2 separate regions of the Ovis aries genome follow, and region 2 is linked to region 1. Evidence: chromatin contacts called from public Hi-C data. All regions are on one chromosome and are shown on one strand. Each heading gives the region's core, a stretch centred on a gene start, on an enhancer-like site or on the middle of the called end of the contact. The rest is flanking DNA. Distances are from core to core; before and after follow the strand shown. Region 1 has its middle 23 kb from the start of TMBIM6. Region 2 overlaps FMNL3 (formin like 3).

Region 1 (3,514 bases), core at 771-3,270:
CTTTTTAAACATATATTAAAGCAATTACACTACTGTGTATTAATCCTAGAGAAATTAAAATCTGTATTCACAGAAAAATCTGTACACAGGGACTTTGCTTATCTTCCAGTGGTTAGGAAGCTGAGCGTCCACTGCAGTGGGCATGGGTTCAATTCCTGCTCAGGGAATTGAGATCATACAAGCCATGTGGTGTGGTCAAAAACAAATTACCTTCCCCACTTTCCATACACAAATGTTCAGAAAAGCTTTATTTATTAATTAGCAAAAACTGGAAATAATCCAAACACCCTTCAACAGGGCAATGTATTGTACAGACTAACAGTGGTACACCCATGCAACGGAATACTACTCTGCAATGAAAAGTAAAAGCCATTCAGGTCTTCTATATTCTTCTACTTCTCTGTATATTCATTATATAGGGGCTTCCCTGGTGGCTCAGATGGTAAAGAATCTTCCTGCAATGCAGGAGACCTGGATTCAATTCCTGGATCGGGACCATCCCCTGGAGAAGGAAATGGCAACCCATTCCAGTATTCTTGCCTGGAGAATTCCATGGACAGAGAAGCCTGGCAGGCTACATGAGGTTGGAAAGAGTCTGACACAACTGAGCAACTAACACTTTCACTTTGCATGTTCATCTTATTAATTTTTGAGAGTTTGATACTCCAACTAAAAATCTTAATTTATCTACTTAAACAATTGTAATATATAGTGGAACTATATGTAACTTTGTTCTATATTTTCCAAGTCTCCTGCAAGTGAGGAGATAAGATAAAGTAATATTTCCTGTAAAATAATGTTATCATATTATTTTATATGATAAAATATAAAAATATGTTATCATATTTCCATAATTTAAAAAATAAGAAAAGGAAAAACCATAGATACATACAACTCAGGTGGATCTCAAAGGCAATATTTTATGAAGGTTGAGTGACCCCAGCGGAAGTCCGGCAACCTTAAGGAGGTTGTGGAAATCTTTTTAATCTGCCCTCTAACCGAACCCCTGCGGCCTAGGTTCAGGCCCTACTGAATCTCGCCTGGAGTATTGCTCCAGCCTCCTTACCCGCCTCCTAGTTCCCAGTCTTGGTTCTCTCCCGTGCACTCTGCACACTGTTTCTAGATGAATCCTTCTGATGGTGAACACTGAACTTTTCAGTGACTCATTTTTGCTGTCAGGATAAAGTCCAAACTTTGCATCATCCATTCGAGCTTCCTGCTTACCTTTGTCCTCTCATCTTTTAGTGCTCTAGGCATAGTAAACTCAAACTTACGCTAGAATGTTCCATTTGATCCTTCACTGACAGGCCTTGGTATTTCTATTTTTCTGCTTAGAACTTTCATCCCCATCCATTCTGCCTGATTCATCACACCCACCCTGCAGGCCTTAGTTTTCTTACCTCATCTAGGAAGCCTTCTCTGAACCCCCAGGACTGGGTTTTAGCCCCCTCTAAGCGTCTGGGCACCCTCCATCATAGCACTCTCCACGTCCCCCTATGATCCGTCACCTGGTGACTGGCATCACTGGCATCACCCACCAGAACTGAGTCCTGAAGGCTGGGGCTTGCCATGTTCATCCCTGGGTCGCTGGTCTAGCTCATTGCTTCATACCTACTAAGGGTCCAGTGAATGTTCCTTGAGTGAATGACAGTGCGGGTGGATGCAGAAATAGAGTGAAAGGGGAGGCATGGCGTGGGGAGGAAGGGCCCCAGCTGAGTGTCCTGACTTCAGAAGGGGCAAGAAGAGAGAGGCAAATGAAGCCCAGAGTCCCTTCTGTCCTTGGCCAATGCTGCCTGCCTTGGGACTGGCTGTGGGGAAAACGCCCACCACGAGTCCCAGGTCGGGGCGGACTTGGCGGGGGGTGGGGGGGGGTTCAGGGCAAACAGACTCTGACAGTTTATGTCCATCCAAGTCCACGTATTCCTGTTCTCTGTACTTTGTGCAACGCATGCAGTAGGTGCGAGGAGATACCAGGTTCCTTGTGTACGGTCATCGATGAAGGGAGGCGCCCTGCATCTCCTCTTCTCGCCACACGGTGGCCCTTCAGGCCCGCAAACCTCTCAGATGGGCGCTGCCGCCTGGGCGCCACCTGGTGGCCATGTATTTTCCAACTGTTGGGTAGGAAAGGATTTTTTTGAAGTTGAAGAATCTCACACAAAGCACAGATGAGGCCAACCTAAACATGAGGCTCTTAACTCCCTGGAGTGCTTCTGCCTTAGAGAAGGCCCCCAGTGCTATCCTGCTAGCTTTTCCACGAGTCAATGACAGAAACCCGATCTCCTGGTGGCTTCTGCCGCCTTAGGCCTCAGCTGCCCGCGGCCCAGACTCCTCTGCAGGCTCACTCTCCGGCGGGAATCATCCGCCGCACTCATTAGAGATCTGTCTTCAACTGTGCTCCTGTGAGTGGTTCTCCACCACCTACTCCCCGAACCACCCGCTCCCCGGTTCGTGGATCTTCACCCTCCCAAGGCTTTCACCTCTGGCTCATCGCAGCCAGCCCCAGAGTACAAAACCCCGTACAGAAATCCAGTCTTCCAGTCTCAGACCATCGCTCACATCATCCCAGCTCCCGCTCTGGATGCACTGAAACTCCAGTCCTGCCCCTTAACTCCTCCCTTAACTCTTATTCCACTTTGCTCTTTCAGTGCTTGCCTGGCATCAACCTCTTTGTGTTTGTGTGGACTCTGGAGCTGGACTGCCTGGGTTTGAATCACAGGTCTTCCTTAGACAAGCTTTGACTTTGGGCAACTCACTTAAGCTCTCTGAGCCTTACTCTCTCTTTAAAATGGGGGGAAAAACCCCTACCTTAAAAGGTTGTGGTGAAGATGTGTGAGCACTTCCAACGGTGCCTGGCACTTTGTAAATGCTGTGGAGGTGTTTGCTCTTATATATTATTATTGCTCAAGCTGGAGCCTGTGGCGGATGACCTGACCAGCCACCTCAACAAAGCCCATCCTTGCACTAAGCTCACAATCTTCCTTTTTCATCCTAGAACCAGGCGTCTGCACTCTGCTAAGAGAAGAAACAGAAAACACAAAACCCCCAATTTTGCCACTGGATTTTTCTGATTCTCAGCCTCCACTGGGCTCCAGTCTCCTTTGAAAAATCTTGACTTGGCTTTAGCCTCACTCCTCTCTTCTGTCTGCAATGACCATTCCACATTGTCACTACTTTCTCCATTCACAGGATATGAAATTCAAAACATATAAAAGGTTACAGTGACAAAAGGGTCCCTCTGTGGTAATTTGATAAACACATCCACCATATTCTATAGTCACTCCCCCTGACATGAGATGACCCTTTGGCTCTCATTCTGATCCTCACATGCCCTGCTTTGTTCCTGTCTCCTGAAACCCTTCCACTGGATCTTCTGGAGCTCATGGCTCTTCATCAGCAAACTCCCCATGGACATAACCTTTTTTTTCTTTTTAAATTTTTGACCACACCCTGCAGCATGTGGGATCTTAGTTTCCTGACCAGGGATCGAACCCACATCCCCTGCAGTAGAAAGGCA
Region 2 (3,345 bases), core at 723-3,222, 100 kb before region 1:
GCCCGAGGCTCTCCTTTCCCGGACAGCTAAGGAAGGGGAGGTCTCCTGGTGCCCTGGATACACCCAAGGCCCTAGCCTGAGGAGGCAGCAAAACCTCTGGGACACAGGGTCCTTCCTCGGGCTAACCTTGGCGCCTTCCTCACCCTTCCTTCTGCTTCCACCAGACGGAATGCCAGCACCTCCACAGCAAAGGCAGGAAACACGGCAGAAAGGGCAAGAAGCACCATCGCAAGCGTTCCCACTCGCCTTCAGTGAGTTGGCGGGTAGGAAGGATGTGGGGTGAGGCTGGACTACCTGGGGGAAATAAGAACCACTTCTCTTGCTTTCCCCATATATCACCTCCCCTGGAGGGAGACTGGGCGATCCCTTTGGTCTTGGATTTTCCTGTCCCCAGCTCCCAGACTCAAGGGCTTCTGGAGCCCAGCGCCCTTTTGTGCTGACTTGTATCTGCTCATCTACCTAGGGCTCTGAGTCAGGAGACGAGGAGCTGCCCCCGCCCTCTCTCCGGCCCCCCAAGCGGAGGCGACGGAACCCCTCGGAGTCGGGCTCTGAGCCCTCTTCCTCACTTGATTCTGTTGAAAGTGGGGGTGCTGCCCTTGGAGGACGGGGTTCCCCCTCCTCTCGCCTTCTCCTCGGATCAGGTAAGTAGTTGGGAGCTGGAGGGGAGGCCTTAGGGGAGCCCCACCCCTAAGGGTGGAGGTGGTGGGCAGGGCTGCACCTGTCAGAGAGTAAGAACTTCCCATCCCTGCCCAGGCGGGAAGCGGAGAGAAGGAAGGAGGACTGGACTGAGACTTCCTCAGACAGGTCCCTGCCTGTGAAGAATGCAGAGAAAAGGATGAGGCCTCCCTTTTCCCATGGGACTTAGTGGGGATTTTTCCATCTCCAGATCATGGTCTTCGGAAAGCCAAGAAACCAAAAAAGAAAACTAAGAAGAGAAGACACAAGTCGGTGCGTAGAGAAGGAACTTGCGTCCAAGGCTCTGCTATTTTATGAGATATCTTCATGTCTTCACCCGCCTCCCGGGCCATCCTCCACAGGAACTGAGGAGGCGGGCTCTGGGCTCTTACAGAACAGTCCCGAGAGTGAGACAGACCCTGAGGAGAAAGCTGCCAAGGAGAGTGATGAGAAAGAACCAGAACAGGACAAGGACAGGGACCTCCGGCGGGCAGAGCTCCCTAATCGCTCCCCAGCCTTTGGAATCAAAAAGGAGAAGGTGAGAGGCAGGCACCCGGCCCCCACCTGGTCAGCGCTCTGCGCAGGCCCTCGGGGAAGCCGTGGGTGAGCTGTGCCTTTACTCCACCAGACGGGCTGGGACACGTCAGAAAGCGAGCTGAGCGAGGGTGAGCTGGAAAGACGGCGGCGGACGCTCTTGCAGCAGCTGGACGACCACCAGTGACCTGATGCCACCGTGCCTCGGGTCTGCGTGAGGCTGTGGCTGAGTTCACCCTCGCTGTCTGCCCCAGGCTTCATCCTTAGTTGGGTCTGTGTCCACCTTTTCTCAAGTATCCCCAACCCCAACCCACCATTTCTGGCATCTCCCAAGGTGCCTGTGGTGGTCAAGGGTCCCCTCAACTTCCCGGACAACTAGTGCAGTCCTTGCCCTCAGTCTCAGACCAGCGATTGTGGTGAAGGCCATGTGGGCGGGTGGTGCCAGAGGATAAAATGTGAGAAGGGGCTCCCAGAACAAGTGGCAGGCTGGTAGACACAGCCTGGGTGGCAGGGCCGGGTCCTTAGCCGCTAGCATCAGGGCCTGCTCCCACCTCCCGAGGCCCTGGGGCTCCACCACTCCTTCCTCCAGCCCTGGGGCCCACTGTATGTGTGTTTTGGTTTTGTTTTTTAAATGACAATATTTATAACGTGGCCAGTGGCTCTTTTGTCTTGTCCGTGGGCTTGGTACCAGGGGCAGGTTGGGGACCAGACAGGTACACGCGTGGCCAGCAGGGGGCACTGGTGCCTCATGGGTGGCCTGCCTCCCTTTGTGAGGTTGGAGCCCATCTAAACAGGTTCTCCTTGCCCAGGCTTCTGCAGTCACCTCCCCCAAGCGTGGCAGCTTGGCCCAGCCTCCTGTCTGTCTCTGTGGCTTGCTGCTGCTTAGTCACATCAGTCGTGTCCAATTCTGTGCGACCCTATGGACTGCAGCCTGCCAGGGTCCTCTGTCCATGGGCTTCTCCAGGCAAGAATACTGGAATGGGTTGCCATGCCCTTCTCCAGGGGATCTTCCCCACCCAGGGAATGAACCTACATCTCCTGCATTGCAGGCAGATTCTTTACCGCTGAACCACCAGGGAAGCCCCCCTGTGGCTTAGGTCAGCCTAAATGGCCAATGTAGCCCCTATGCTCAGAAAAAGGAGACAGAGTCAGGCCTGGTATTTCAAGCCTTTGTTGAGAGAAGGAAGGTTTGGGGTTTATGTACAAGAAAGAAGAAATGGTACATGTACAAAAAGGAGTGGGCCCCTGTGTTCCCTTCAGGTACTGAGAAGAAACTGGCAGGGGATGGAGAAAACAGCTGAGACCACCATGACCCTGCCCCCTGCCAGCAAAACCTAGCTGGGGAAAAGTGAGGATGCTGTTGGCACCTCCTTTCTCTTGCTGTCTCCAGGCTGGGGAAGAGGAAATGACCCCTCTGCTCACATTAGCAAAGAGAGTCAACCTTGACTGCAAAGGGCCACGGGCAGGGAGCGTGGATTCGCTCCTCTCCCCTTATCACTAGGGCACAGCTGGGCGGGCCCAGGCTTAGGAGAGCCTTGCTCCTAGTAGAAGGAGATCTGAGGCTGGCAGGGTCCAGGGCTCGCTAAGCTTGGACACTCCTAGATCACAGCTGACCACTGGGACTCACAAAGTAAAGGGAAAAAAGAAGGGATAATTGCTTTCTCTTCTCTTCCCTCTGGCTCTAGTGACGGGGGGCCTAGGTGCCTGAGGCCTAGCTTAAAGCTGGAAATGGTTTTTCTAGCCCTGAGCTGGCTCTTGAGGAAATGAAGTTGAAGACCTTGGGAGCAAAGTGCAGTGCTGGAAGTGCCAGGCCCTGAAAGACCCAGTGCCCACAGAGGCGGCAGGCAAGCTCCAGCTTTGAGAGCTGGGATGGACTGAGAGCAGCATAGCCCTCTGCTGGGCCCTTGGCCAGTTCCAGGGCTTCAGGTGCACTGGTTGGACTTGGAGGACTCCGAGGGTTGAAGTGCTTCTGCTTTGAGGAGGGTCTCAGTGGGGGCCTGGAGCCCGAGGGGGGCCAGCAGGCGGTGCAGCACTCCTGGCTGGTGGGCGAACAACGAGGGGCTGCTGGTGGAGGCCTGTGGGGAAGACAAGAGGCCTGTGAACAGGCAGGGAGGCTGGGCCAGGCCCACCATCTGT

What was found. A called contact is a pair of places that touch in the nucleus more often than the background predicts.
Region 2: a Hi-C map of liver shows a contact between it and region 1, with 7 times the contacts expected there. The contact joins two enhancer-like sites. A contact is called at or near these places in 9 of 16 Hi-C or Micro-C datasets (blood, liver, mixed tissues and 2 more).

Annotation. Positions count from the first base shown.
Region 1 is chr3:136,521,932-136,525,445 of ARS-UI_Ramb_v3.0, reverse strand. No RefSeq gene overlaps it. Among named protein-coding and RNA genes, the nearest start is that of TMBIM6, 23 kb to the left of the region's middle. Within about 2 kb of position 2,020, at least 3 of the 54 cell types and tissues checked have an H3K27ac peak or open chromatin away from gene starts, as enhancers often do.
Region 2 is chr3:136,621,713-136,625,057 of ARS-UI_Ramb_v3.0, reverse strand. FMNL3 (formin like 3) reads right to left here. Exons shown (of 26, transcript XM_004006377.5): 26 at 2,365-3,284. The coding sequence ends at 3,196. It overlaps PRPF40B (pre-mRNA processing factor 40 homolog B), which reads left to right. Exons shown (of 24, transcript XM_060412657.1): 22 at 165-251; 23 at 464-641; 24 at 754-1,860. The coding sequence ends at 818. Among named protein-coding and RNA genes, the nearest start is that of PRPF40B, 20 kb to the left of the region's middle. Within about 2 kb of position 1,972, at least 10 of the 54 cell types and tissues checked have an H3K27ac peak or open chromatin away from gene starts, as enhancers often do.